4 separate regions of the Sus scrofa genome follow, and all the other regions are linked to region 3. Evidence: chromatin contacts called from public Hi-C and HiChIP or PLAC-seq data. All regions are on one chromosome and are shown on one strand. Each heading gives the region's core, a stretch centred on a gene start, on an enhancer-like site or on the middle of the called end of the contact. The rest is flanking DNA. Distances are from core to core; before and after follow the strand shown. Region 1 holds the start of DYM (dymeclin). Region 2 overlaps CTIF (CBP80/20-dependent translation initiation factor). Region 3 holds the start of SMAD7 (SMAD family member 7). Region 4 holds the start of CTIF (CBP80/20-dependent translation initiation factor).

Region 1 (6,944 bases), core at 1,107-3,606, 480 kb before region 3:
CACATTGAATCACTTGATCTTCTGCCAGAGCCATATTTATGACTCACTTTCTTTGCCTCCCTCTTACTTTAGTTTTGTGATTGAGCTCACCCTGATAATCAAGGATAATCTCCCTATTTTAAGGTCATCTGATTAGTAATCTCAGTGCCATCTGCAATCATTCCCCTTTGCCGTTTAACCTAATGTAGTCATAGGTTTTGGGGATTAGGATCTGAACATCTTCAGGATGGCCATTATTCTGCCTGCTATATGGAATTATTTTAAATTTACAAAAGAGTTGCAGGGTACAGAGAGTTCCGAATAGCCTTTGCCCAGTTTTCCTAAATGTTACATAACCATAGCACATTTGTTAAAACTAGGAATTTGGCGTTCCCTGGTGACCTAGTGGTTAAAGATTTGGTATTGTTATTGGTGTGCCTCAGGTTCGATTCCTGGCCTGGGAACTTCCATATGCTGAGGGCTCAGCCAAAACCAAAACAAACAAAAACTAGGAACATTGGCACAATATCCTTAACTAAAGTCCAAATTTTATCTGGATTTCATCAGTTTTCCCACTGTTTCCTTTTTTTTTTTTTTTCACTGTTTCCTTTTTTATTTCCAGGATCTGATCCAAGATACCCCACTGCATTTACCAGGAGGGTTTTCATGGCTTTCTTGTTACTGTTTCTGCACTAACTAGACACTGAAGTAGTTATCATGTTTCTTGTGCAGACAGTAAGGAAAGTTGGTGACCAAGGATAATACCTTGAGCATTGCATGTACAATAAGTAGTTTTCAAAGAACTGCTACTCCAATTCATGCATTAGATATTGTGAAAAACGTTCTTGGGCATTCCTGTTGTGGCTCAGCAGTAATGAACCCCACTAGTATCCATGAAGATGCAGATTCGATCCCTGGCCCTGAGCCGCGGGTTAAGGATCTGGCGTTGCTGTGAGCTGCAGTGTAGGCCCGAGGCTACAGTTCCAATTCAACCCCTAGCCTGGGAACTTACATTTGCTGCAGGTGTGGCCCTAAAAAAGACAAAAGAAAAAATCTTACTCTCTGATTTATGGCATTTGCTTAGCAACATTATGACATTTGCCTGGGCACACTGGTTTCTAGTGCAGCTTTTTATTTCAAGCTCTGCAAAAAATACAAATGGGAGGGGATGTTAAATTTCACAAACAGGATTGCCTCGAAATAGAACAAGCTGTTTCTTGGTCTATAAAGCTAGTTCTGAAAAGATGCTTACAATTGTTGCTAGGTCATTTTGGGGTAGGTAGACTGTGTAATTTTTGTACAGGCAAAATTATAAAGTACTTTGAGGTTGGTTTTGGTGCCTCTTTTTGCTATAGTGATTTAAAAATAAAATTATACATATAATTAATCTTTTTTTGCATAAGAATTAGAAAACACATAGGAAAAGACTTTTAATCATGCGTGATCTCATTCCCCAAAGATAATAATTGCTAATATCCTTTTAGCACCCACCCCCACAGTTATAAAGGGTATTATAAACATAATTCATATGTGAAAATCAGATACTATACATACTGTTTCCACTTAATCTGTCACCAACACATTATTCACAGCATTGTTTACAACCACTTCGTAGCAGTGCCCACCTCTTTTCGGCTAGGCTCCCAGGTACTTTGTATTTGAGTATATTTTCCTTCAATAATTCTGCCAAGTTCAACGAATTTTCTGGCAATAGAAGCTGGAAAAGTATATGTAAGATCTCTATAGCACTTTTCAGAGTATTTTGGCACATACTGACTATATAATGGAAATTACAGTGACATTTATTCCATAGCATTATTTAAGTAAAGTAATAGCGTATAGCACATACAAAACAACCCATAATGTGCGTTACTGCTGACATCGTCGATGTCATGGGAAGTATCACCATGATCCTGTATGTATTTTAGATGAGGAAACCAGCCGGAGAGGTGAAGCAAGGGCTTAAGGACGTCAATCTGATAACCTCAGCTCACTTGACCTCAAATTCTAAACTTCTGGTACTGCACCATATTGACCCTTTCCTGTTGGACATGTTCTTTCTGACAGTACTGCAGGCAGTTCTAGACCTGCTACTCTGTCTCTGTCAAACATTACTTTCCTATTTCCCCACTCGTCAAAGCTCTCCAAGGAATTCCTGGACTTTAGTGTGATGATTGGGTTGGAATGAACAGGGACCGTAATAAAGTTAGGCCACCAGAACAAGAGCTGCAAGGTAAACCAGGACTCCAGTAGGAGGGTTAGAAGCTTCGGTGTCTTCTGATTTTGCCGCGCGGCTTTGCCGTTGCCCTGGAGGCTCGGGAGTGTGGAAAAACGCGTAACGCCCAAAGGACTACATTTCCCAGAAGTCCACACGCCGCGCACCACGTGACCGCTAGCTGGAGCGCGCCGGGCCCTTCGGTCCCCAGAGGCGTTCTCGGCTGCTTCCCACTTCTTTCCCCGCCTCTGGGCCTCCGCACTGACGCTGCTCGGGCGGGAGCGGAGCCGTAGCAGGATCCGGAGCCAGGGCCAGAGCCGGAGCCGCGGAGACGTGGAAACATGGAGGCCTGAACCACCGTGCGCCACCCCGGCTGCGGCGGCGACCGAAGCTTGTCCTGTCCCTTCTGCCACCCACTTGTCTGTCTGTGAGCTGGAAGCCGATCTCCCCGTTGGCTGGGACAGGTGGGCTGTGGCGCCGCCCCTGGCAACGCGGCCCTGGAAGCCCCAACTGGGGCCTGCACCCCTTGCCAGAGCAGGTTTGGGGACACCCTTTCCATCTCCGGGAAGGGCAGGGGAGAAGGGTCCTTCTGCCGGGGGTTGGGGAACGGAGACACCCTGGAGGGCTGTGCCTGAGCCGCGAGAGCTGCCCATAACTCCCCTTCCCCCAATTCTAGGTTCAGTTCTGGCACTTCGAGTCCAGAAGTGAGGGGGTGTGTTAATCAGAGTGAGAGGGGCCTCTGTCCGAGTCTGGGGCTAGGAGTTGGGGAGGGGGGTTACCAAAGATCAAGTCGATGCTTTGGGAGATGGGGTTGAAGTGACAAATGGGCGTGTGATGGGCAGGGCGAGCAGTTTTTTTTTTTTTTTTTGACATACACATTTTAATGGTAATTTACATACCATAAAATTCATCCTTTAAAAGTATAGTTAAAGTGTAACTCAGTGTTTTTTTTTTTTTTTTTAAGCATATTTACAGGGCTGTTCAACTATCTAATTTCAGAACATTTTCATCATCCAAAAAAAGAAACCCGTACCCATTAGCAGTCCCTCCATATTCTCCTCTCCTCCACTCCCTGACAACTAGCAATTGTGTTTCAACAGAAAGGTGAGAGGGAGGGAAGTTAGCCCAGGTGTTTGGGAACTGGGCACAGTAGTGGGTGAATAAAGCTGATAAGATGAAAGTACTGAAATGTAGAGAAGCTGTGAGAGGATTGTAATAGGGTCAGCAAGGTAGTATCCAGGATAGACTTGGGGGCAGATTGGGTGGGATCCTGTAATGAGAAGAGGTAAGGTGCTGTACTGAAAGATACTGGGGTTTGAGGGCAGTGGAGAGGGACCCTGCCCTTGGGGCAGATGAATTGAAGGCTCAAGAGAGGAACTGGCTGTGGAATTGAAGAGGATCTATAGGAATAAGTGATTGATTGCTGCTGAGCATATGAAATTTATGAATAATGTAGATTTCTAGAATGCTGACTCTGCTTTGTAGTGTTTATCTTAGATAATTGTCTCCACAACTTGGCCTGGGGAATTGTAAATTCTCATCCTGCAGATGAAGAAACAGTCTTTTAATGGTTAGGTGACTTCCTGAAACTCATCAGGTTAGTAAATAGGGAAAAATGAGTGGAGATTAGAGAATAATTGATGCACTTGGCTTAAGTGGCAGACCATTGAGGTCGGACAAGGTTACAAGAAGGTGTTTCAATTGTTAAATACACTAAAAAATCTATATTAGTATGATAGGCCAAGGACTTTGTTTTTGTACTTTATAAATATGGAAAATTTCACACAATGGGGTCATATGGTAAACCCCTTTGTACCTTCTCCAGCTCTAACAGTAACTCGGGTTAATTTAGTTTCGTCTATGGCTCCACCCAGTCCTATTCTCACTCCATTTCATTTGTAAATATTTGCGTATATTGTCTATAGAAGATTGAGTCCCTCTCTTTTTCTTTTCTGCCACGCCCACAGCCTGGGGAAGTTCCTGGATCAGAGATGGAACCTGTGCCATAGCAGCAACCCAAGTTGCTGCAGTGACGCCAGACCCTAAACTAGCCGCACCACCAGGGAATTCTGAGTCATCCTCTTTTTAATATACCCGAAATATAATGATCGCACCTAAAAAATTAATAAGATCTTAATATGTAGAAGTACTTTTTAAAAAAATGTGGTACTCATTTGATATAAAGGGAATAAACAGCGCAAACACTTTAATGTTTGATTCTCTGAAAAATACAGTATTAATTGTTGCCTAATATTTCCAGTCAATCTTGCCTTCCTGATGGTTTCTTTTTCTTGGTTAGTATAGTTCATCCTTTTACAGAAAGTTTTAGGAATTGTCACTTTGGCTGGCTCTTTAATGGATGGAGTTTTGTGAAGGCAGGAGGAAAACAGAAGTGAAATTTCCACAGAATGCACAAATAGCTATTATATTTCATAGTGCTCTGAATATTTGGGCAGTTTGATTATGCTTTTCTTCTTTAGATGATTGTTAGAAGTTAGTTAATGTGTATGTATTCGTCTTCTGATTACTCTAAAATTATCACAGATATAGTGGCTTAAGACAATACAAGTTTAAACTTTAAGTTTATAAATTTAAACTTATACACTATAGAAAGTAAAACTTAAATTTATTAAATATAAACTTAGAAGTTTATAAATTAAAACTTTTTAAATTTTAAATTTTAAGTTTTGTATTTTAGAACTATGAAATGATTTTCACTGGGCTAAAATCAGTGTTTCAGTCCTATGTTTCTTTTTGGAAGTGTCTTGGGGAGAATCTGTTTCCTTGCCTCTTCCACCTTCTAGGGGCTGCCACACTCCTCGGCTTGTGATCCGCTCCTCCATCTTCTAAGCCAGCAGCGTTGAATCTCTCTGACCGTTCTTTTTAGTCAGCCTGACCACAGCTGGGAAAGAAGGGGTCTCTGCTTTTAAGGACCCATGTGATTAGATCAGGTCCACCTGAGTAATTCAAGGTACTTCCCACCTCAAGGTCCTTAACTTAGTTACACCTGCCAAGTTCCTTTTGTCACAGGTTCCGTAGATTAGGATGTGGATATCTTTGGGATCGTTCTGCCTACCACAGCATTTTGAGATATTTTGTTGAGACCTGAGAAAATTGGTGATTTTGTTTGCCACTTACAAATGCAGTGTGTCATCTTTCACTTTGTAGACAATGGGAATGGTTACTGCTAGAACTGTTCCAGTGACTATAAACAAACATATGGGGAATTCCCTTGTGGTGCAGCGGGTGAAGGATCTGGGATTGTCACTGCAGCAGCTTGGGTCCATGCTGTGTTGTGGGTTTGATCCTTGGCTTGGGAACTTCCGTGTGCTGAGGGGGTGGCGAAAAACAAAAACATGGAAAATACCTGTGACACCTGTAGGCTAGGTTTTGGTAAAATGAGACCTTTAAATACGAGTAAGTAAAAAAGGAAAGTAATAACATGTGAAGTTTTTCTATGTTTTGTTTTAGTGTTTTTGTATTCATGTTTTTTAGGTAATGTATGCTTTTTTTTTTTTTTTTTTTTTGCTTTTTAGGGCTGCACCTGCATCATGTGGAAGTTCCCAGCCTAGGGGTTGAATTGGAGTTTCAGCTGCTGTCCTACAAGGCCAAAGCCACACCAGATCTGAGCCTCATCTGAGACCTATACCACAGCTCATGGCAACGCCAGATCCTTAACCTACTGAGTGAGGCCAGGGATTGAACCAGCATCTTCATGAATACTAGTTGGGTGCATAGCCCAATGAGCCACAACGGGAACTCAGTATTGTATACTTGTAATCACAGTGTATATAATGCTGACCCACTACTTGAAGTCACAGAGCAGTCTGGGGCTATGATGGTGTGCATGCCCAGTGGGTGACAGAGGCACCTCTAATTCACCAGAAAGACTCAAAGTGAGAGAAAATTTTCAGGAAGAATGAGTGTCTGTGAGACTTGGGCTTGAATTCTCTTCTAGAATTTCCATCTTGGGACCCAGCTAGGCATGGTTGAGTGCTGTGGGCCGGAAAAGCAGAAGGGCAAGATGGCTGTTGCCATCCCTTTCCAGGATGGAGAGAAGACTCTGCATCTTAGAGTGGAAAGAATTTTAGGAAGTCCTATAATTGGGTATCTTGCTTCCTTAGAGGGTTCCACTTTCCAGCTTCCTCTCAAGGTCCTGACTGTCTCCAGGCATGAAGGTGCTGGCTCTCTGATGGTGGTGTGTTTTCTTGAACCGCTGACAGTAGGTGTAGTGGGAATTGTTAAACATCTGTGCCTATCTTTAAGCTTATTTTCCTTAGTGAGGTTCTTAGTTGAGCTTAATGCTCTGAACTGCTACTTAAAAACTGCTTGCACTTTTTTTTTTTTTTTTTTTTTTTTTTTTGTCTTTTTGCCTTTTCTAGGGCCGCTCCCATGGCATATAGAGGTTCCCCGGCTAGGGGTCGAATCGGAGCTGTAGCTGCCAGCCTACGCCACAACCAGAGCAACGTGGGATCCGAGCAGTGTCTGCGACCTACACCACAGCTCACAGCAACGCCGGATCCTTAACCTGCCGAGCAAGGTCAGGGATCGAACCTGAAGCCTCATGGTTCCTAGTCAGATTCGTTAACCACTGTGCCACAACGGGAACTCCTAAAAACTTTTAAATTATCCTTATGTTTATCTCTTTCTAGACAAAGTAATCTATTGGGGTTGAGAACAGTTTTACAACTAGCTCTTATTCACGAGAAGCTTTTTAAAATTCCATTCCTTTAAGGACATTTGGTAGTGC
Region 2 (6,770 bases), core at 2,489-4,988, 270 kb after region 3:
GCACATGAAAGTTCCCAGGCTAGGGGTCAAATTGGAGCTGTAGCCGCGGGCCTATGCCACAGCCACAGCAACGCCAGATCTGAGCCAGCTCTGCGGCCTACTTACTTCACAGCCCATAGCAACGCTAGATCTTTAACCCACTGAGGGGGGCCAGGGATCGAACTGGCGGCCTTGTGGTTACTAGTCGGGTTTGTTACCACTGAGCCATAACGCGAACTCCTGTTACAGGTTGTTTAGAATTGTTTAGGTTTTAGCAGTTTTGTTTTTTTTTTTTAAGTATCTTTAGCATTTAAAGGCTATTATTTCATTATTTACTATTACTTAATTTTTTTTAAAGTATCATTCAATTATTTAATTTGTGTGAACTATAGACATGTACCACTTTTGGAAAAACTGGGTAGATGGATCTAATTCTTTGGGTCCTACCTGCTCAGGAAGTCATGAAATCTTCCCAGCCCACCTTTCCTGAATCCCACCTGCATCAATGGCCTCACATGATACCCATGGGATTGAGGGAGCTGTCACTTAATCCCAGCCCCAGGATGTAAGAAGGTAGAAATGGCTATTGAGATCACTGGCTCTGACACACTCACCCTAGAGATGAGGATGTTGAGGCATGGAGGCAGAGGGTGAGCCGAGCTGGGCCCTCGGAGGCTCTGGCTTCGACCCCGCCTGAGGCCACGTCTATGAGGAGCAGCTGCTCAACCCAGAACATGTGAGCTGACAGCCGGGGGGCCTCTTGGGATGACAGGGGCCCAGAATCCTCAGTGCTGGCAGCCCTCAGCATCACCGTGCCTGTCCCAGGGGAGAGTGAGGCCCCCACTTACCTCTCCCTGGATCCCCGCCAGGCTGAGAGTCCTCTGGGACCCCAAACACACTCTGAGACAAGAAGCAAAACGCTAAATTAACTTCCTCAGCAGTAATGGAAAAACTCAAGGTTTATAAACTCTGGGGAGTGAGCGGAGCCTGGGAGGTAGAGGAAGAGGAAGGAACAGAGCTGCCTACGGCCCCACCTCGGGGGCGAACCCTCCAGGGGTATGGTGCCAAGAGGACAAGTGAGGTATTTGGGGGACATAAGGATGCATATCATGCTTCAGTCATCGACTGAAGTCTCTCCTGTTAGAAGCACCCCAAGAGTGGATGGGGGGGTAGACGGCTGGGTCCAAAAGGAGGGCAGGACCTCCCCTCCTATTTCACAGGAAGTGGGACGGTGAGGCTCAGAGGCTCATGCTGGCCTGTCCCTGGGCCAGGGCTCTGTCCTCATCAGCCCTCTGCTCCAGAAGTCAGAACACCGAACCTCAGCGGGAAAGGCCAGAATTGTTTTCTTGACAGATCTCAAAGTTCAGCTTTTTCATAGTCTGTTTAGCTAGGCCTGTAACTACGTTACTGTTATTATTTATAGTCTATTTAACATCAACTTTTGATTATTCCCTTTGTAGACAAAAGCTGGTGTTTGTTGTTTTATTCCCCAGGTCAGCTTCCTTGCGCCACTAACTATGGCTCAGGGTCACTGCCGGCTACCGACAGAGGCTCTGAGTTCAGGGACAAACTCCTGTCACCACCAGCTGCTGCCCAACACACTGAAGGCGACAAGTCTGCTACACAGACAGCAGTGTGTCCAAAGAGAAGGGACAGAGTAATTAGCCCAGGGATTCCCCTCTTTCCTGAAACAAAAGTTGCCCCCCCACACTCTACCCCAGGCGGTGGCTCTGACCACCTGCAAACAAACACACAGTGTCACTGGGGTCTCTGCTGACATGTCTAAATTTGATGGCCAGGTAATAAGCACCCTCAGGAATGCTAATCCACAGGGGCTCATCCAGGGCTGTTGGGGTCAACAGGTCATCCACCTGGAGCATGGCTAGTGACAGGAGCAGGCGCCAGAGTCTGGGGGGCTATGGTGTTCCTGACTCACTCAACCCTTTTGCAAATCCACATCCTCAGTTGTCAAATAAGGTTAGATTCTTTGTCCTCCATTTGAGCAAAATAATGGTAAAGAACAAATAAACAGGAGTTCTTGTCATGGCTCAGTGGTTAATGAGCCTGACTAGTGTCCATGAGGACACAGGTTTGATCAGCCTTGCTCAGAGGGTCAAGGATCCGGCATTGACATGAGCTGTGGTGTAGGTCACAGACGTGGCTTGGATCCCGCATTGCTGTGGCTGTGGCGTAGGCTGGCAGCTGCAGCTCTGATTCTACCACTAGCATGAGAACTTTCATATGCCGTGGGTGTGGCCCTAAAAAGACAAAAAAATAAAAATACAAAACAAATAAATTTAAAAAAAGAATAAACAACCAAATATGTTGTCAGCAAATAGAAAGCCATAGGTGATGTCAATTACTGGCAACATTATCAAGAAGTTACCAAGACAGACAACAGAACGGGTATAAACATGAAACTTGCCAAGAGACTAGAGCTTACTTGTTTCCAACACTAAAAGAAATACTAATTCTGTGACCTGGTAGAGGTGTTAGCTAACAGTACATTTCTACCACACTGCAATGTAAATGTATCAAGTCAATATCTCCTATTCATTAAACTTGCACAATGCTGTCAAACAGATCTCAATTTTTTTAAAAAGATAGGGAAAAAAATATTAAGGGCCAATTGGCCTACAAGTAGGTCCTCAGGCACTGGTTCTTAACTTGAGCATCCATCAGGAGAGCTTGTCAAAACACAGATTGCTGGCCCCACCCCTAGAGTTGCTTGGTCAGAAGCAGTGAAAGGGGGGAAGGCCGCTAAGGATTTGCATTTCTTTCTTTCTTTCTTTCTTTTTTAAGGGCTGCACACATGGCATATGGAGGTTCCCTGGCTAGGGGTCAAATTGTAGCTGTAGCCACTGGCCTACACCACAGCCACAGCAATGCCAGCTCTAAGCCATGTCTGTGACCTACATCACAGCTCATGGGAATGCTGGATCCTTAACCCACTGAGCAAGGCCAGGAATTGAACCTGCATCCTCATGGATGCTAGTCAGTTTCCACTGAGCCATGAGGAGCACTCCAGAATTTGCATTTCTAGCAAGTTCCTGTGTGATACTCATGCTACTGGTCTGAGGACCACACTTGGAGAACCAGTGTCCTAAGGGCTGCAAAGGAGAGTAGGATGTGGAGCGTGTGGTGTGGGGAGAGGTACATATGTGTGAGGAGAGACACACGGGCACCCAGTGAGGTGTAGGGCAGCCCATTTATAGGGATATATTAAGCACTGGAGGAGCCCAGGAGAAGCAAAAGGAAGTGAGTTATCAGGGAGGGCAGCGTAGAGAAGATGACTTTCAAGCAGTCTTTGAAGAATAGGTATGTGGCAGGGAGGCAAATGTGGCGGGGGCGGGGGGGGGGGGCTCAGCACTGGTGCTGCTGAATCAGGGAGCATTAACTAGTCAAAGGCAGGAAGTCCCAGGAGAGAAACCTAGGAAGCCATCAGGCACCGGGGCTGTAGGAAAGTCTGAGGTTTCCCCATAAGGCCTCGGGAATGAATCACTGAAGGATTTGTAAGCAGGGCAAGAGGACGTCTGGTAAAACCTTTACCTTTTGGGGTCTAAGTTCCCCTGTCTGTGTAATGGGGTGATGGCTAGAGGGTCTGGGCAGGCCTTTTCCAGCCCTGACAATCTGTGATTCCACGGGGGCAGGGGACAGGGCGTGCTGCCACCCAGCCTGTGGCGTCGCCCCGCTGGCAGTCCCTTGCAAAGCACAGGGACCCAGTGGCCACTCACACATGCTTCTTCCGTCTGCCCATCTGCTGCCTCCAGAACCCTGGCCAGCCTGGGAAGTGGAGGCAGACGACGGGGAGGTGTCACACACACTGCTCATCTCTCCCCGTCCCAGGCCCCCCCTCCCCCGCAGCCTGCAGAGCCAAGCGGCCTGGGACTGTGCCCCGGTTCACAATGGAAGGAAGAGGGTGTAGGAGGGAGGTCCCCGGGCTGACCCTGGTATTGTTCTTGGGCCAGAAGAAAGCTTCCTCCTGCCGGCCACTGCAAGGCTAGAAGCGACGCCGGCCAGCCAGTGAGAGTCAGCGCGTCCTGGGGGGGGCGGGGGGCGCCTGCCGTCGGGGTGGCCTGGGAGCCAGGGCCCATTCACAAACGCCTGCTCCAGAGCACGTAGCCCTGTCCGCCCCCGCCCCCGGGCCCCCCGGCGGCGGCGGCGGCTCCCAGTGAGAGGAGCTGGGGTAAACGAAAATAACTAGGCTTCTCCGCCTCCCAGCTCACGGCCGCCAGGAAGGAGAACGCGACCAGAAATGGCACCGTGGCTAATAAAGGAATAATGGATGCTTCACACCCTCAGCAACACCTTCCTCTTCCCCCAGCCTCCGCTGCTCCTGCCACCCGCCGCCAAGGACAGAGCAGGAAGGTGCTGGACCCGGGTGCAACCTTGTTGAATCAGGACCAGCCCAAGTCACCAGGACATCCCCAGACCAGCCAGGGGGGTCACTCTAGCCCTGGGAAGCTGATCTAGGAAGCGGCGGTGGGGCTGCAGGCCGGGTTTCAGGACTGTTGTGTCATTCGGGTGGGTGTGTGCAGGAGGGTGGATCTGCCTCTCTCTGAGCATCAGTAGCTAAGGCCTCGGAAGCCAGCTGAGGGCCTGCTCTTGGCACTGGGCACCTGGCACCTCTGCTGGCGTCCTTGTCCTGAATCCGAGCCCTTCTGGAGCAGAGCTGGGCAGCACAGCTCCTGCTGTCTGGGAAGTGTCCTGGGCCCCCCCAGAGGTCGTGAGGGAGGCCGACTTGAGTCTGGCCTCTCTTGGGCCTGCCTCTGCCCCACCCTGCCCCAACTGAGGATCAAGCCCTCTGTCATTCAGCGAAGGATTCTGGGTATGGCCTGGCCTGAAGCAAGTCATGGACCAGATGACCTCTCTACTGGGGGCAAGTCCTGTTTTAAAGGGACTCTGGCCGGTCCCCAACGAAGAAACAAAACTTCCTTCCTCGGCCACCGTGGGAAGATATGTACAATCATAGGAACTCCACATAGGTCCCAGAAAGCCGGCCTAAGGATTGCTCATTTGCCCTGGCTCCATAAACCTTCCTTCCCTCGTACATTTCTCTGTTCAAGAACATTCAGCTGAGTCCCTATTTGGTCCGCTCCCAAGGAAGGCCTCGAGCGCTTGCCCCAACTGGTCTCTCTGCTGTTGGGAAGGGCCCTCCGGAACTCCGGGACTCCTCCAATCATTTCTCCATGGCCTCCGTTTCTTCTGAACCGCTGCCCATCCACTCCTGCGATCCTTCATGCCACACCCTTTCCTTTTCTCTCTATAGGTCCACCTCCCTGGCCAAGACTCAAGGCCCAGGCTGTCGTCTGCCTCCTCCAGGAAGCACGAGCACATGGAGAGGCAAGAAACAACTGGAGAAGCTCAAAAGTGGCCTAGCACCAGCTCCTTCAAAGGCCCATGGAATCCCTGAGGTCCGGGGTGGGCTGGTTGGTCTAGGACGGTTTCACAAAGGGGGTGAAATCTGACAGCGGGGAGATCTGGAGAAGGGAGAGGAAAGGACACCCCAGGTATGAGGGACGGGGTCTCACACGCAGCTGGAGAGGCAGCTCTGCTCTCGGCCTGAGGTCTACACGGGCACATGGGTGTTCTTTCAGATCTCTTGGATTTTTAAAAATTTTGATCGATAAATTGATTGATTGATTTGATTGATTGCTTTTCAGGGCTGCAAGTGTGGCATATGGGAGGTTACCAAGCTAGGAGTCGAATCAGAGTTACAGCTGCCAGTCTATGCCACAGCCACAGCAATGCATGATCCAAGCCGCATCTGCAACCTACACCACAACTCACAGCAACACCAGATCCTTAACCCGCTGAGTGAGGCCAGGGATCAAACCTGAAATCTTATGGTTCCCAGTTGGATCTGTTTCTGCTGCACCATGACGGGAACTCCATCTGGGTTTTTTTTGTTTGCTTTGCTTTTTAGGGCCGCACCTGCTGTACATGGACATTCCCAGGCTAGTGGTTGAATCAGAGTTGGCCTACACCACAGCCATAGCAACACAGGATCTGAGCAGAATCTGCAACCTACACTGCAGCTCATGGCAACTGCAGATTAAGATCATGGTGGCTCCTTAACCCACTGAGTGAGGCCAGGGATGGAATCCACACCCTTGAGGATACTATTTGGGTTCGTAATGCACTGAGCCACAATGGGAACTCCCTAGATCTCCATTTTTGATGGGACTGGGGAAACTCAACTGAATCTCCACCCTTCCACCCTCCACCGCCAAATCACAGAAGGGGCGTGTGGATGGTCCCCAAGCGTATTTCTTGTCTGTCAAGCCCCCCAAGTATGTGCTTGCTTCCAGGTGTCACTGAGCCACTTCGTAAGGCCACTTCATACATGTTGAGTGGTTTTTGCTCATTATATGACCTGGATCACATTATGACCCTCGGCAAAGCCTTGCCATGAACATCAAGCCCATATGCGATCCCTTGTGACAGTTGAAGAAATGGGAGCCAGAAGAGAATCATTTTGGATGGACTCCAGGATCTTCTGCACAGAGAACTAAAGGGGTCTCAGATGACAACTGCACGAGCTTCAGGATTTTGTCACCTGTTTTAACTCTCAGGGCTTATCAGCCTTTTCCAATAAAGGGCCAGATAGGAAATATTTCAGGCTTGGCAGACGGAAGGGGCAACATTGCAGCTACTCAACTCTGTCTTGTAGCACAAACACAGCCACAGCCAGTGAACAAACCAGTGGGTGTGGCCATGTGCCAATAAAACTTTATTTGCAGAAACAAGCTGGAAGGCTGGTCTGCAGGCCACAGTTTGCCAAATTCTAA
Region 3 (6,832 bases), core at 2,215-4,714:
TCATTTTCTCCTGGGTTTTCTCTGCTGCTGTCCTTGCTGGTTGCTTGTTTCGCAAGTTAAACCTAGGCACACACGTTTTCAATACCCTTTTCAATAAGCAATATTTTTATTTGTAACAAAATTATAATCTTATACAATTGCAGCCTCTGTGGCTTACAATGTAAATGTTCAGAATGCCAGCTGCTGCCTTGTCCTACTTGTTTCTGCACTGCTTGGCATCCCTAGGTCTTCTAGGTCAATGAGCTTCAGAGCCTCTCGCCTAGATATATATGATCATGATTCGCTCTCACATTTATATGTCCAAAGGTGCTCTTGGTGGGTTTGGTGGGAATGGTCCAAATGCCTACCCGACTGTCAATACAGTCCTAAATATTTATTAAGCATCTACGGCATGTAGATGCCTTTTAAGTTGCTGGAGGAGAAAGGGCTGAATTATAAAGCTAAGATTCATCTATGCTTTTTTTTTTTTTAAGGAGCATAATTTAGCTGGGAAAATGAAAACAGTCAATTTCAACTTTTCTAAAGATTTGTGAAAACCCCCAATGAGTTTCATTGTCGTCCTGATCTCACAATCCTAAACGGCCTTAAAAAAAAATCTTATTTCACTGAATAAGACGAGAGGTTGGACCACCATGCCAGCTAGTGGCCTCGTCAATACTGACGGTTATATATTTAAATCATTACTTTTCCGAGTACCAACAGCTTTCATGCAGTAAACCTAATCTGGTCCTTTGCCCTACCAACGCCTTACCCATTTCCATGCAGTAATTTGCCAGCTGGGTCTACGCTCTTCTAAAACGCAGGCTAAGGGGATAAACTCTCTGACTCTTAAGCACCTTGAAAGCTGCGGGGCCGAGGAGGGCGCAGAAACAGGCCACGCATGCATATGCATGCCCTAGGCAGGTCTGCTAGGAAGGTAACCTTCCCGCGCCGGGAGGCGGGGTGGCGGAGGTCTTCCGGGCTCGAGAGGAAACCTGCCCGCGGCGGGAGGGCGACACCCCTCCCCGCCGCCGCCCCCAGGATACTGCCCCTCGCAGTTCGTCAGCCAGCCAAATGCATTCCAGAGATTTGCACAAGACACACTTCTCCAGGCAGTCCTAGAAACCCGAGCCCGGAGCGGGAGAGGGCGGGAGGGAGCGCGCGGCCGCCGCTGAGGTCACATTCGCGCCGCCTCCCCGCCCTCGGCGGCCCGGCTGTTCCCTCTAGCGCACACTTCCCAGGGCCTCGGTCCAGTCCGGTGTAAATGTCTTTTAAACAGAGACAGCGCTCTCCTCCCCCTTTCCTCCCGCGCGGGGTCCAGGGCATGTCGCCAGGGCCTTTAAGGCAAAACGAATGAATGAAACATTAGGGCGAAAGCGCACGGGACAGCCACTGCGAAGCTCCTCGGACTGGGTCTAAATCCGGCCACCGACCCGCTCGTTCCGCTCCAAAAACTCGCCGGCGAAGCGCGATCCGTGTTCTTGGGTCTTCCCATTTCTCCCCGGATTCTGCCAGTTCTCAGTCGATTCAAGGAGCTTCTCTGCTCCCCACCGTTATCTGCCCCCCCATTAGCACCCCCCCCGCAGACCGGGGAGGGGGTGGGGGTGGCGGGGGGGGGAAACGGGGGGAGAAATAGCTTTTAGAAACCCGATCTGTTGTTTGCGAAACACAATCGCTTTTTTTTTTTTTTTTTTTTTAAAGCGACAGGGTGTCTAGACGGCCACGTGACGAGGCCGGAGCCGGGCGCGCCACTGCGCAGTGGAACCAGCAGAGCAGAGGGCCCGCGGGGGGTGGGGGGGAGGCGGCGGCGGCAGCGGCTGGGGGCGGGGGAGGGAAGGGGAGGAAGGGGGAGGGAAGGGGGCGGGGGCGGGAGGCCTTGCGGGAGGCGGCGAGCCCAGGGCACACTCGCTCGCCTGCTCGGCGCACGGAGGATCCTGTCCCCGAACCGCGCCAGGCGAGCCAGCCGGGCGCCGTGCTCTGTCCGCTCGCCGCGCGGGAGAGAGCTGCCCGAGACAGAGCCAGCCCGCCGGCGCCGAGCTGCCGAGCGCCTGGCCCAGGAGTCCCTGGTGCGGCGCGGCGAGCCCCCGGCGGCGGCAGAAGGACTCGAGCGCCAGGAGAGGGCGGACGGGGGACAAGGAGGCTCCCGGGCGCGACGAGGAGAGTCTCGGAGGAGAAGGCGGCGTGAGGGACACCGGGGCCTCCAGCCGACGCAGCCTTGTCGGGGCGAGCAGCCCATAAGGGGAGCCCCGGCTCCCAGGGGAGGGGACACCGGCGGCCCCCGCGCTAGCGAGCGGAGGGCGAGAGCGCGCGACCCGCCAGGGGCCCGCCGCGGCCGCCGCGCCGCCCTCCCCCGCGCTGTCAGCCCCGCGGGGCGCAGCCGCCGCCGCAGCATCTTCTGCCCCTGCGCCCCCGCCAGCCCCGAGGAAGTCCCCGCCGAGGACTAGGGCCCCCGGGAGCTCAGGAGGAAAGACCAGAGACTCCTCCAAATCACCCAGATGCGAAGGATTGAAACAGCCTAGCCAAAGCTTTCTGTGGATTAAAAAAATACACGGCTTTTTTTTTTTTTCCCCCGAAGAAAAGGAGAGGAAGACCAGTGGGGCTCTGCAAGGAAAAAGGGGAATGTAACTCGTGGATACCTTTTTTCCACCCCTCAGACGTCTTGTTCTACTTTGTAAACATTTTCTTTTTTTAAACCCCAGCTCCAGCCAGACGCCCCCAGACCTCCGGGGTGCGAGGAGGTGGTGGTTTTCATTTTGGGCTTTGCGTATTTGGTTCTTAGATTTTGAGAGAACCTCCTTATTTCGCCAAACATCTCCTGCGGGGTGAAGTCCACTCGGCCCCCTCCCCCGAGTCTTCGTGTGCACGGAATTCAAGGAGATCCGGTTACTAAGGATATAGAAGAAAAAAATAAATCGCGTGCCTGCCTTTTTTTTTTTTTTTTTAATTGCCTCCTTCTCCCCACCCCCAAATTAAGTTGCTTAGGAAGGGGAAAAGAGGCTTTTTCCTCCCTCCGGCAGCCCAGCCGAACGCCTTTCTTTTTTTGCCCCCGCGGATCTTCCATGTAGGAAGCCAAGGCTGGCGAGCCCGACACTCGGGAGCCGCTGCGGGGGGGCCTCTTTTTGGGGAGGCGCCGACCGGGGTAGGCTTCGCCGCCCCCAGGGAAGCGGCGGCCGCGTTCCTCCGGGGTGCGCCGGGGCCCGAGAGCAGCGCGCGGCTCGGGCCGCGCGGGGTGGGGCAGCCGGAGCGCAGGCCCCCGAGCCCCGGCGGGCGCCTCCGGGCCCCCGCGCGCCCCCCGGCCTCCGGGAGACTGGCGCATGCCACGGAGCGCCCCTCGGGCCGCCGCCGCTCCTGCCCGGGCCCCTGCTGCTGCTGCTGTCGCCTGCGCCTGCTGCCCCAACTCGGCGCCCGACTTCTTCATGGTGTGCGGAGGTCATGTTCGCTCCTTAGCCGGCAAACGACTTTTCTCCTCGCCTCCTCGCCCCGCATGTTCAGGACCAAACGATCTGCGCTCGTCCGGCGTCTCTGGAGGAGCCGTGCGCCCGGCGGCGAGGACGAGGAGGAGGGCGCGTGGGGAGGCGGTGGAGGAGGCGAGCTGCGGGGAGAAGGGGCGACGGACGGCCGGGCACATGGGGCCGGTGGCGGCGGCGCAGGCAGGGCTGGCTGCTGCCTGGGCAAGGCGGTGCGAGGTGCCAAAGGTCACCACCATCCCCACCCCCCAGCCGCGGGCGCCGGCGTGGCCGGGGGCGCCGAGGCGGATCTGAAGGCGCTCACGCACTCGGTGCTTAAGAAACTGAAGGAACGGCAGCTGGAGCTGCTGCTCCAGGCCGTGGAGTCCCGCGGCGGTACGCGCACGGCGTGCCTCTTGCTGCCCGGCCGCCTGGACTGCAGGCTGGGCCTGGGGGCGCCTGCCGGCTCACAGCCCGCGCAGCCGCCCTCGTCCTACTCGCTCCCCCTCCTGCTGTGCAAAGTGTTCAGGTGGCCGGATCTCAGGCATTCCTCGGAAGTCAAGAGGCTGTGTTGCTGTGAATCTTACGGGAAGATCAACCCCGAGCTGGTGTGCTGCAACCCCCATCACCTTAGCCGACTCTGCGAACTAGGTAAGAAGTTGTTCTGCGCCCACCCACCTCTCCCCTTGGCGCTCAAGTAGTGAAAGAAAAGCCCCCTTCGGCTGTGTGTTTGTGCAGCTGTCTCGCCAGAGGGGAGAGTACATCCCCTCCTGGGAGAAGACTAGAGGGACAAAGGTAGAGAAGGGACTGGGGGGAACCTGGAAAGGCATTCCCTGGGGGTTCCCTTACAGTTTTTTTCTCCTCCTCTGTTTCCCCTAGCGGGGTTTTGGGCACTGCTCATGCACACACTCTACAGACCGGGGGTTAAAAATTAGATAGATTTCTCATTTCCGGATCAACCAAGGGGTGCAGAGAGAAGTGTGTGGGGGGGAGGAGGGGGGGTCACGCCTCCCCTGCACCCGGAAAGGCGTTGAGGTGTGTGGCCGAGTTGGATTCGGTCCAAGCCCGCCAAGGAAGGCTGGGAGAAGCAGTTGTAAAGACTGGAACGTCTCTGCCTGCTCCTTTAGTAAATAAGGAGAGTCCTGTCGGGCACAAGTGGCTGGGAAAGTGCCCTGTCCGGAGTAGCTTTGTGTTTTGGGGCGAAGAGAGTTTGATGGGCGGCGGCGCTGGATATCTGCTCTCAACTCTGCCAGCCCAGGGTGGAAGAGGACAAGCAGTCAGGAGAAGTTGGGTGCCCTCTGCTTTTTCCTTTCTTCCTGCACAGGAAAGCACAGTTCCTGACTGCAGAAGGGTCGGGCCCCAGCCCTCCCTGACGACACGGCCCCTTAACAGCTCTGGGGCCTGGGCTTCTCAGCTGAGATCCCAGCCTCCTGCATTGCTTTCCTTTTCTCTGCATATTTGTGTGGGGCGGGGGTGCACCCGGGGCGTTCACAAATCCAAGTTCACCAGCGGACTTGGGGTAAACCTCGCGGGTGGGCTGGGAGAGGGGAGCCCCGAGTTCCCCCGCGCGGTGTGGAGAGGAGCTGCGGTGGCCAAGGTGAATTTGCACCCCTGGGGGACGAGTCAGGGTGGGGGGGCGGCGGCGGGAGTCGGATCTGAAGTTCTGGGACCGAGCGGGGGCTTGGTCGCCCCCCGCCCTGTGAACTGTGAAGTGCCCGGCCCCGGTAGAGCCGGTGGTTTCCAGCCGGGCCGGCCGAGCGCGGCGGCGGCGGCCGCAGACGTGGAGGAGCGGAGCGCCGAGGCTGGCGCCAGGCGGCCTCTTTTGTTTATCTGACAGCTAAATATCAAGGCAATCACCGCCTCGCGGCCCTGCCTCCAACCCCCACAGCTAAGACAAACAGTTGGGCTAAAAGAATGCCTCTGTTATCATAAGTTTCTATCTCTCTTTCTCATGGCTCGGCCTTTATTTTCTCTTTCTTTTTTAATTCCAGAGTCTCCCCCTCCTCCTTACTCCAGATACCCGATGGATTTTCTCAAACCAACTGGTGAGTAGAGGGTTTTAAATATATCCTTCCTATCTTAGGTTAGAAATGGAGTCTCTAGAACTCGGATTTTTTATGTCTAGGCAGCGGCTTGGGGAGACCCTGGGCTTGCCCCAAGGTGGTTATAGGTTTCCTCTGTGGGAAGTTTGGTGGATTTTTTTCTGTTTTTGTTGTGACTGAACCTGGAGATAATATGTGTGTGTATAGATACAATATTATGCATGTATGTGTTTTTCTTTTTTTTTTTTTCAAAGATGTTTCCTAGATATGCATTACATTTTGTTCCTTTTTTCATGTATTTGCACTCCACAACCCAAGTTGGCTCAGCTTTTAAACACGTGGAATTTGATCCTTGCAGAAGTGTCTTGGGAGCCAAAGAGGACAGGTTGATGGGAAACTTTGGAGACGTTATGAGTGCCAGAAGTATCAGTGGGAAGAATGGATAGCTTGGTGGGAGGGAAGACAGTTTAAAAAGGTACAGAGAGGTCTTTGGGGTAAGCGAATTTGAACCTTTAAGACGTAAAGACGACAGGCCCTTCCCTTCCTGGTTTTCTCAGAATTCTTGGTGGGGGCTCTGAAAGTTTTTAGCATAGTTCTGCCTGCCTGTTGCTTTGTCACCAGATGGCTTGGGGCCAGGGCAGAAGCCGCACTTGAGACTGGCACCAGCCCCGTTGCGGTTGTCTGCATTCAACTTCTGACTGGCAGTGCAGGGGCTCACAGTGCCAGGGGAGGCGGGGGGTCCTCAAAGCTGGGACTCAGGGGTGACCACTGGATGGTCCCCTGTATCTTAGAGCCCTATCTTACAGCGAGAGGTCCATTTGTTTGAAAGTATGGATTGTAACTTTGGTCTGTACTGGTGCCTGAAAAATGCAATGCTTGTGACATTTATTTTGCCAAGTTTCTGGGAGAAGGAAGAGTGAAGGGTTGGGCCCCTTTTCGCTCTTGGAATTCTACAAGTCCATCCGCCTCATAAGTTTTGGCTGTTGGGCCTTTCCCTCCACTAATTAAAAGTTTTGCTGGGGCGTTGTCGTAAATTAAATACTTTAATGAACGGTGTAACCAAAGCCGGGGTTCTGCAGCCAGCCCTCCCCGACTCCACGCTGCCTCCAGTCGTGCAAGGCGTTGCTGCTTGCCTGGTGCTTGTCTAATAAGTGGCCTGCAAAGCATGTGATATTTTGCTTTCGATTTACAAAACACTAGATAAATGGTCATTAATGAGGAGATAACCAGCTCTGTGTTTGTAACAAACGTTAGCTGAAATGACCAAGCTCTGTTTTCTCAAATAATCTAACTTGACTGGGTTTTTGGCATCAAGACTCAAGAATTCTTTTATGAACTTTCGTTCTCCAAGGGGCCATCTCTGTC
Region 4 (7,238 bases), core at 1,570-4,069, 410 kb after region 3:
AATGTGTTAATCACTGATGACACTGTACCCAAAATGCTTTACAAAATTACTGCCTCCAAGTATACATGACCCAGGACAGATACTTGACAAAGATGAGATGATCTGTGTGCAAATCGAATCCTGTCTCAAACATTCAAAGGGAGCTTCCTCAGGCAACCTTAATGCCTTCTGTGAAGGGCTGAACATTTTATAACCTCTGCTCGGTGCGTTCTGTTCCAGTATAATTGGGTTTCCTGAAAGCCAATTTTCTCGCACGATGCGAGCATGCTCGTAGCAGGGATCCCTGAGGTTTTTGCCCAGGCCCCGCGTGGACAGGAGGAACCGGGCTGGACAGCCTGCAGCCCCTCCCCGCCCTCTGGGCGGCTCCTTCCTCTCCCCTCCAGATCCGCAGCAGTGGCGCTCGTGCTGTGTCACTTTCGCCCTCGGGAGCCTTCAGCCGCGGTGAAGCCCGCAGCTCCAGCAGCTTCCTCCCTTAGCTCGCGGGCCCCTAGCCTGGGAGATAATCACCCGGCCGCAGAGACCCAGCGCGGAGAGAACGGAGCCCGCAAAGGCGTGCACAAGGCCGAACACCCCGCAGCGGCGCAGAAGGCAGCGCGGGGCTGGGCCCGGGGCCGCGCAGGCCAGGCAGCCTTTGGCCCGCACTATCTCCAGCACGAAAAATTGGGAGGGGGGTGGGGCATAGCATGTTGATTCTCTCCAGCTGCGAAGGTAGCGGCAGGCGCGGGCACGCGCACCCACAGAGCGCCTCCGGCCAAGGGTCAACCGAGAGGGGGTGGGAGTGCGACACGCGCACGCCCGAGACTCCTCCAGGCCCCACCAGACCAGTCCCCAGCGACTCGGAGTAGGCAGTCAGCTCGCCGGGTCAGGGGGACTTCCGGGCTGCGAAGGGAGAGACCGTCGCACCTCTCTGGCCAGGGACTCCCTCACTGACTCCGCGTACACGCAACTCCAGGGTCTCCCCGGGCCCCCAGCCGCACGCCCCCCTCTCCAAGTAACCCCCGGCGCGAGCGCGAACAGACACAAGACGACGAGCCCTGGCGGGACCGATCCCCGTGGGGTATCGGGGCCCACTCGCGTCCCCACTACGCCGCTCTCTGCAGTCCCCGCCCCCGCCCCAAGCCGGAGCGGTGTGTACACACACAAACAGCTGGGCGGGGGAGGCGACGCCTCACTCTCCGGGATGGGGATGCACACCGCGCCGCCAACCATCCCTCCCTTTACACGCCGCACCTCCCTCTCTGCTCACATCTGTCCCCCGACCCCAACCCTGAAAACTCCACGAAACCGAAGAGCCAACACCGCCCAGATGAGGGGCTCAGACCCCGGAGTGTCATTTAATGTCAATGGAGAGACGTACCCAACTCAGATGCGCGGTTCCCGGGACGCCTCCCCCAGGTGCCCCCAGGCTCGGGTACGCGGCCCTAAGGAGCACCAGACCGCAGCAGCAGACCAGCCACCGCACCCTCCCCCCCCGCCCCAAGCCGGTGTTCAGGACAGTCACCTGCTCGCTGAAGAACCCGAGCTGGAGCCCACTCCGCTCCGGCTTGGGTCACCAGCTCCACCGCGAGCTGGTTTTTCAGAGCCTGTCAACTTAACCCCTGCTCCGCCGATGGATCTATTCCCTAGGCCCAGATACACAGCGGCGACAAGAATAATAATAAATAAGCCAACACAATCACCGCTGCGGGGAATGTCCAAAGCTGCGACTGCAATGGATCCACCGATCCAGTTTCCTCCTCTGCTCCCATCCCCCACGCCCCCCGCGGCCCGCGGGCTCACCAGGGACGGAGGGAGGGAGCAGCCTGTCTAGACGACAGACATCCCCGCGCCCGCGGGGACGGGCGCGCACACACATTCACACGCGGCCGCTGCCACTGACACAATCAGTCACCGAAGGAGGGAGGGGCAGCGAGGAGACATTCTCTCCGGGTCCCTCCGGGAGCCGCGAGCGCAGCAGCCTCCGGCCGGGAGCCGCCACCCGGAGCTGCGCTCCCTACCTCAGCGGAGCGCGGTCAAAACAGCTGCAAGTTTGGCCGCTACTAAACCAACTGCTTGATGCAGCAAATGCGGGCTTCAAAACAAAAGGGAGAGGAATCACGCTCGCTCTCTTCCTCCCCCCCCCACGGGTCGGAATCCGGCACATGACAGCGGCTACAACGCGCGGCTCCAACGCGAGCCGAGCTCCAGCCGAGCGCCCCCCCGCCAAGAACCCCCCTCCTCACAGGAGCTCCAGGGCTTCGGCTCCCCTACCGGCGGGGAACCCTGCGGAGAAGCAGCAAACCTGAGGAGGGGGCGAGACCGCGTAGTGCGGTCCTCTACAGAGGCGGGGACCACGGATGGGCGCGGACGCCTGGCCGCCCCGGACTCAGGGAGGGGGGAAGGGGGCGAATTGTTTGGGGCGGTTTTCCCGGATTTATCTATAAGCACGCGCACGTCACGCAGCCGTCCTCTCGGGTCCCCGAATCGACCCGCAAGCGGAGATGACTAAAAGAGGGGGGCGGGCAGGGGGATGCTCACCTCGGGGTTCCTCTGGCCGCCGCTCCGAGCCCGAGCCGGGGGGTGGGGGAAGGGGGCAGGGAAGGAGAAGGGAGGGAGCAGGCTCGGGAGAGCCTACTCCTGCCTCGAGTTCCGTGCGTCCGGGCAGCGGAGGGGCTCCGGCGCCCCAGCGCACCAACCCAGCAGAGAGGGGAGGGAGGGAGGGAAGGGAAAGAGGGAGGGAGGGGCGGGTAGGGGGGAGGGAGTAAAGGAAGGAAAAAAAATGATCCCTGCTCTGACACAGGGAAAGAGAATGTTGAAGAGTGACGTCCAGTCCCCGCCCTCCCCTCCGGCCACGTGCAAAGACTCGAAAGGAAAGAGGGCGGCGGGAGGCCTGCTGGGTAATGTAGTTCTCCTTTCTTTCCCGGGATGGCGGGCCCTGGAGAGCGGGACGCCGCGGGGAAGCCGGGGATGCCGCCTGAGCAGCCTAGATAGCCCAGTCTAGCCACCCCAAAACCGGCCGACCAAACCCGGCTCCCCTCACGACCTTGGCACGGCCTTGGATGGGAACCTCTGCGTGGGGAGAACTGGGGGCTTAGGCGCGGTCCAGGCTTGCAGGATAACATTGGGTTTTAGGGACCAGACCAGTTTTAAGGATGTGGACTTCCTTACTTTAAGTGCTAAGTCCGTACTAATGGCAGATAAAAGGGAGCTTTGTGTACGCATTGGGCTGCCCAAGTGTAGTTATTAACGCTGTATTAAATGCTAACGTCTGTTATTGAGATGCATATGTTATAATTAACATTTGAACATCTCAGTGGCAGGGGTGGGATGTTGTAATTAGATATGCACTTTGCAACCAATTAATTTTCCATTGGCCATGGCAAGGGCTAAAGCAGGGAGAATTCAATGCAATGGATAATTCAGTAATCACTTAACCAAATCACCAGTGTTTTCCAAGTACCTACTAGGTGCTAGGCACTGAGCCTTCTAGAGAAACATATGATGCTGCACACCCTCCAGGCAAGGGGATTATAAACTCGGGGGAGGAACTGTGTGACAATATAATCAAAGAAAATCATGTACTACGTCATGTAACATTTGGTGGGTATTTTTCACAGATGGGATAGTTCTGGGACTGCCAAGACAGAGCCTCGATTCCTGCCCTTAAGGAGCTCAACATCTGGTTAAGGACCACAGACAAGGAAAGTAGAGTAAGTCAACACTTAACATGAGAATAAGCATAAAGTGCCAGGTATCTCTCAGGATGGAGGGTGGCTGCAGGTGGGAGAGGGTCAAGGAAGTCTTCCTGGAAGAAGTAAGTAGTACTGTAGCTAAAAATACTAAAATTTTTAACAAGGCAAAGGATGCGGTAGGCCTCTGACTAAGGCTACAGGGTATAAAGTCTCCGTATGAGAGATAAGAGAGCAAATTATGCAAGTCCCAGCAGTTTGGCAGGGCAGAAGAGGGCAGGGACCCCAAAAGGAGGCTCAGGGATGAAGGGTGGGTCTAGAGGGCAAAAGGAGCCTAGGATGGCTTTTTGCCAGAGATGGGGTTTGCCGTGGGCCTTTGAAGAAATGGTGGGATTTCTTTGAGAGTGGAGAGCATGTGTTCTTGGCTCCAGGCTCAGAATGCACCAAGCCATCAAAGGCAAGCAAAGCAACATCCAGTCACATCCAGTAGAGCAGCTCATTTGACTCTTGCATCAAAGGGCATGGAGGGAGGTCATCTTCTCCCTTCTAGAGGAAGGCAGCAGGCACGGAGTTGCACATTTGTGATAGGCAGAGTGGGTACCAGAAGCTAGTTGTCTGGGTGCCAGTCCCAGTCCCCAGGCCAAAGGAACACACTTAAGCACACCTGACTCTTTCCGCTGGTGGGTCCCTCCCTCTTAGCATTTATGCCTCATAGGCTCCACAGTTATTTTTGTGCTTTGACATCTGAATGATTTCCTAGGTTTACAAAATATAAAGCAACAGTACTGGAATCTAGCCACTCAACAGATTCCCATTTACCTACTTTTTGTCGTCAATGCTGTTTTGCACATTGGGTGATAGGCATGCTGCCTGTAAAGAAACAAGAATGGAATTGTCTGGGTCTTGGTTTTGCCTTTGCTTTAAATCACACCCCAGAGGTGACAACAGGATCCACTCCCAGAGGTGAGGAAAGGCTGAGCAATGTGCAGCATGCAAAACATCCCTGGAGAGTGCACGCCTCTGTTTGGGGGCTGTGCCTGCAGTGAGGGGACCAGGGGGGACAGCAGAGACTCAAGAGTCAGCCTGACCCTTCAGCTTGAATCTCAAGCATGACCATCCCTGGATCTGTGACCTTGAGCAGTTTACTTAACCTCCAAATGGGTGACCTTGGACAGCTTATTCAACAATCTTTCTTGACCATGTGTGAAGCAAAGGTGATAATGCAGTTAAACTCGCTCAGTCACACAGCAACACTCTGTGTTGGCTGATTCCTTTTCCTGTTCCAGAGTCTCTTTCTGGGCCAGGATGATGATCTCCGAAATTTTTTTTTTTTTTTTTTTTTTTTTTCTCCTGCAGTTAGGCCCGCAGAGCTGGTGGTTCAAGAAAGATTCCTGGGGGTGACTCATCTTCATGTGTGAAGTAGGTTAGGTTTGCCTTCAAGGAACCTTCACCCAGTTTTAGTTCTCCCCTCCTGCAGGCTCAGCACTCCTAACCCTCCCCAGCTGGCAGCGGCTACATTTTCCCCCTTCCCACCCTGCTACCCAAGGACCTCTCTTGTGTCACCCCACCCAAGGCCCCTTTGCTGAACAGTGTCCTGGTTTCCCGCACTCCTTCTTCCCCTCATCAGCATTTACCACCTGCTTTCCATACCCCAGAATCTGGCTCTCTGCCTTACCTCCAGTCTAATAAACCTTCATCAGTGGATGATAAGATAGTGTTTTGCTTCTCTCCTTCAACTATGCCATTTTTTCTTATTGAGAGGCCTCTGAAATGGCCTGTGCTAATGAGGATTTCAGGCTGGAATGGGGATCTTTGAGAGGAAGACTCCGTGAGTCCCTCAGGCTGAAAACTGTGGGTTTCCCAGTGTGGGAGGCTTGGGGCTTGGTCCCTGTTGTTGTGTCCTCCTTCTCTACAGTTGATCATACATGGCCTACTTGCAAGCTTAGGTCCCAGGACCTGCTAGATGCAGAGTCAATGAACTAGCCCTGGAATCATGGCAGATCTGAGTGGCTCAGGGTTGCCTCTGTCTAACTGGTCAGCACATAGCCAAGAAATCAAAAGCCACACTCTCTCTCTGCTTTAAGTAGTTGCTTTTCCTAGTCCACACTTTCCTAAGAGAATAGTAAAAGCCAAGATTTCTCTTTTCTTCCCATTTCCTCTTTGCCCTCCTACCAGCCTTTCTACCATCAGCCAGGGCAGTTCTTGAAGGCCTGGCGGAGGCCCACCAGAGTTCAGGGGTAGAGACACGGCCTGCCTTCAGGAGCTGAGGCAACCAGCTGGCCCTCATGAGATCAGAGAAGAACTGATGGAGTGCTGTTCTGCGCAGGGTGATGCTGAATGAGCAAAGCATTCTAGGGAGCATGCTAGAATGGTCAGAGAAGACGTCTGGGAGAGAAACAAGAAGGGATCCACTTATAACTTCCCACCAGAAGGAGGTCAGCTGTGACCTGAATCCCGGTTTTGTAGCACTGGCCTGGGAGGCATGACAGAGGTTGTTGCTTCACGTGGAAGCTAGAGAGCAGATTCATCAGGCATCAGGTGGCTGGCCAGTGACCCCACAGAAGGAAGGAAGTTATCCGTCTAGTGTCTTCGCTCTGTTACTGTGGTGTTGGCCTAGAGAGATAACAGCTTGATAGGACCAGGTTGAATTTCACCCATGCCTCAGCTCAGCTTCCACCACACAGCCCCAAAGACCAAAGCCTGAAAGGCAGGTGGAAAGTGATCCACGAGGGTGGAAGTTTGGAGGTGGAGGAAGGGACAGCAGTAGAGAAGGACGAGCTTGAGAAAAGCAAAAGCTGAAGAAGAAAGGAACTAACATGTGTTTATCGGGCAAAGGCTGCACATGAGGTGTTGCCAGGCACCGTGGGGATCTCAGCATATGAAACGAGGTTCCAGGCCCCACGTGTTCCTATTCTGCTGCACATTTTCTTCTCTGGGTCTCAGTTTTCACACCTGTAAAATGGGAGGCTCTGTGATCGCTAAGATTAACTCCAAACCTGAAGTTATCCCTTTGAGAAGTTTATTATCCAGCTGACAAAAGAAGCTGAAAGTTAAGTAGCCAAAAGCATGAATTTTGAGCTATTTAATTCCAGAAGAGCAGGAAGTGTTTGTCATATTCATCTAACAAAGCCCTGAAATCCATGGGGGAAGAGAAGACAAGCAGATCTTGTCTTGCAAGATTCAAGGACAGTATGTGAAGCCCATGAATAGTCAAGCATTCCCCAATTTCTTTAGAGTTCAAGGTCAGACTTCACAGGTCAGTGTCATGAGTGATTCATCCACAGATGGCCTTGTCCATGCTGAGGACTTAGGCAAAGATACACCCCCACATATCTGCAAGAGACAGGTTTCATTGTTTGTCAGGCTACATTCTAGAAAAACTGTGCCACTTTCATACTGAGTGGGGCAGCCAGTCGTATTGGACCAAGGGTACACATCTGATCCAAAGGGCTCTAGGCCATTTGTTGGGCCTGAACTTAAGTGGCCCTGGCTCCCGCAGATGAACTGAACCAATCAGATTCCCTTTTGCCGAAATCTGCAGGAAGAGGCTGAGAGGCCTCTGCTTGTTGG

What was found. Hi-C and Micro-C count contacts between places; a contact is called where the count stands out from the background. HiChIP or PLAC-seq counts read pairs in DNA pulled down with a chosen protein or histone mark.
Region 1: a contact with region 3 is called in an H3K27ac HiChIP or PLAC-seq map of alveolar macrophages. The contact joins the promoter of DYM here to the promoter of SMAD7 in region 3. A contact is called at or near these places in 1 of 47 Hi-C or Micro-C datasets (liver) and 1 of 2 datasets of contacts at active chromatin or transcription factors (alveolar macrophages).
Region 2: a contact with region 3 is called in an H3K27ac HiChIP or PLAC-seq map of skeletal muscle, with 6 times the contacts expected there. The contact joins the enhancer-like site here to the promoter of SMAD7 in region 3. A contact is called at or near these places in 1 of 5 promoter capture datasets (liver), 15 of 47 Hi-C or Micro-C datasets (alveolar macrophages, embryonic fibroblasts, epiblast stem cells and 8 more) and 2 of 2 datasets of contacts at active chromatin or transcription factors (alveolar macrophages and skeletal muscle).
Region 4: a contact with region 3 is called in a Hi-C map of skeletal muscle, with 5 times the contacts expected there. The contact joins the promoter of CTIF here to the promoter of SMAD7 in region 3. A contact is called at or near these places in 4 of 47 Hi-C or Micro-C datasets (embryonic fibroblasts, heart right ventricle and skeletal muscle).

Annotation. Positions count from the first base shown.
Region 1 is chr1:99,020,076-99,027,019 of Sscrofa11.1, reverse strand. DYM (dymeclin) reads left to right here and starts at 2,356. Exons shown (of 17, transcript XM_021092922.1): 1 at 2,356-2,658.
Region 2 is chr1:98,271,584-98,278,353 of Sscrofa11.1, reverse strand. The region is part of intron 6 of CTIF (CBP80/20-dependent translation initiation factor); the gene reads right to left. Among named protein-coding and RNA genes, the nearest start is that of TRNAD-GUC, 47 kb to the right of the region's middle. Within about 2 kb of position 3,738, at least 29 of the 83 cell types and tissues checked have an H3K27ac peak or open chromatin away from gene starts, as enhancers often do. A contact at or near this core is called in alveolar macrophages, liver, retroperitoneal adipose tissue and 2 more, where this site is marked.
Region 3 is chr1:98,538,947-98,545,778 of Sscrofa11.1, reverse strand. It overlaps SMAD7 (SMAD family member 7), which reads left to right and starts at 3,464. Exons shown (of 4, transcript NM_001244175.1): 1 at 3,464-4,076; 2 at 5,417-5,470. The coding sequence starts at 3,464.
Region 4 is chr1:98,128,894-98,136,131 of Sscrofa11.1, reverse strand. It overlaps CTIF (CBP80/20-dependent translation initiation factor), which reads right to left and starts at 2,819. Exons shown (of 12, transcript XM_013992850.2): 1 at 2,518-2,819. LOC106508955 (a long non-coding RNA gene) reads left to right here and starts at 2,791. Exons shown (of 3, transcript XR_001306118.2): 1 at 2,791-2,876; 2 at 3,597-3,689.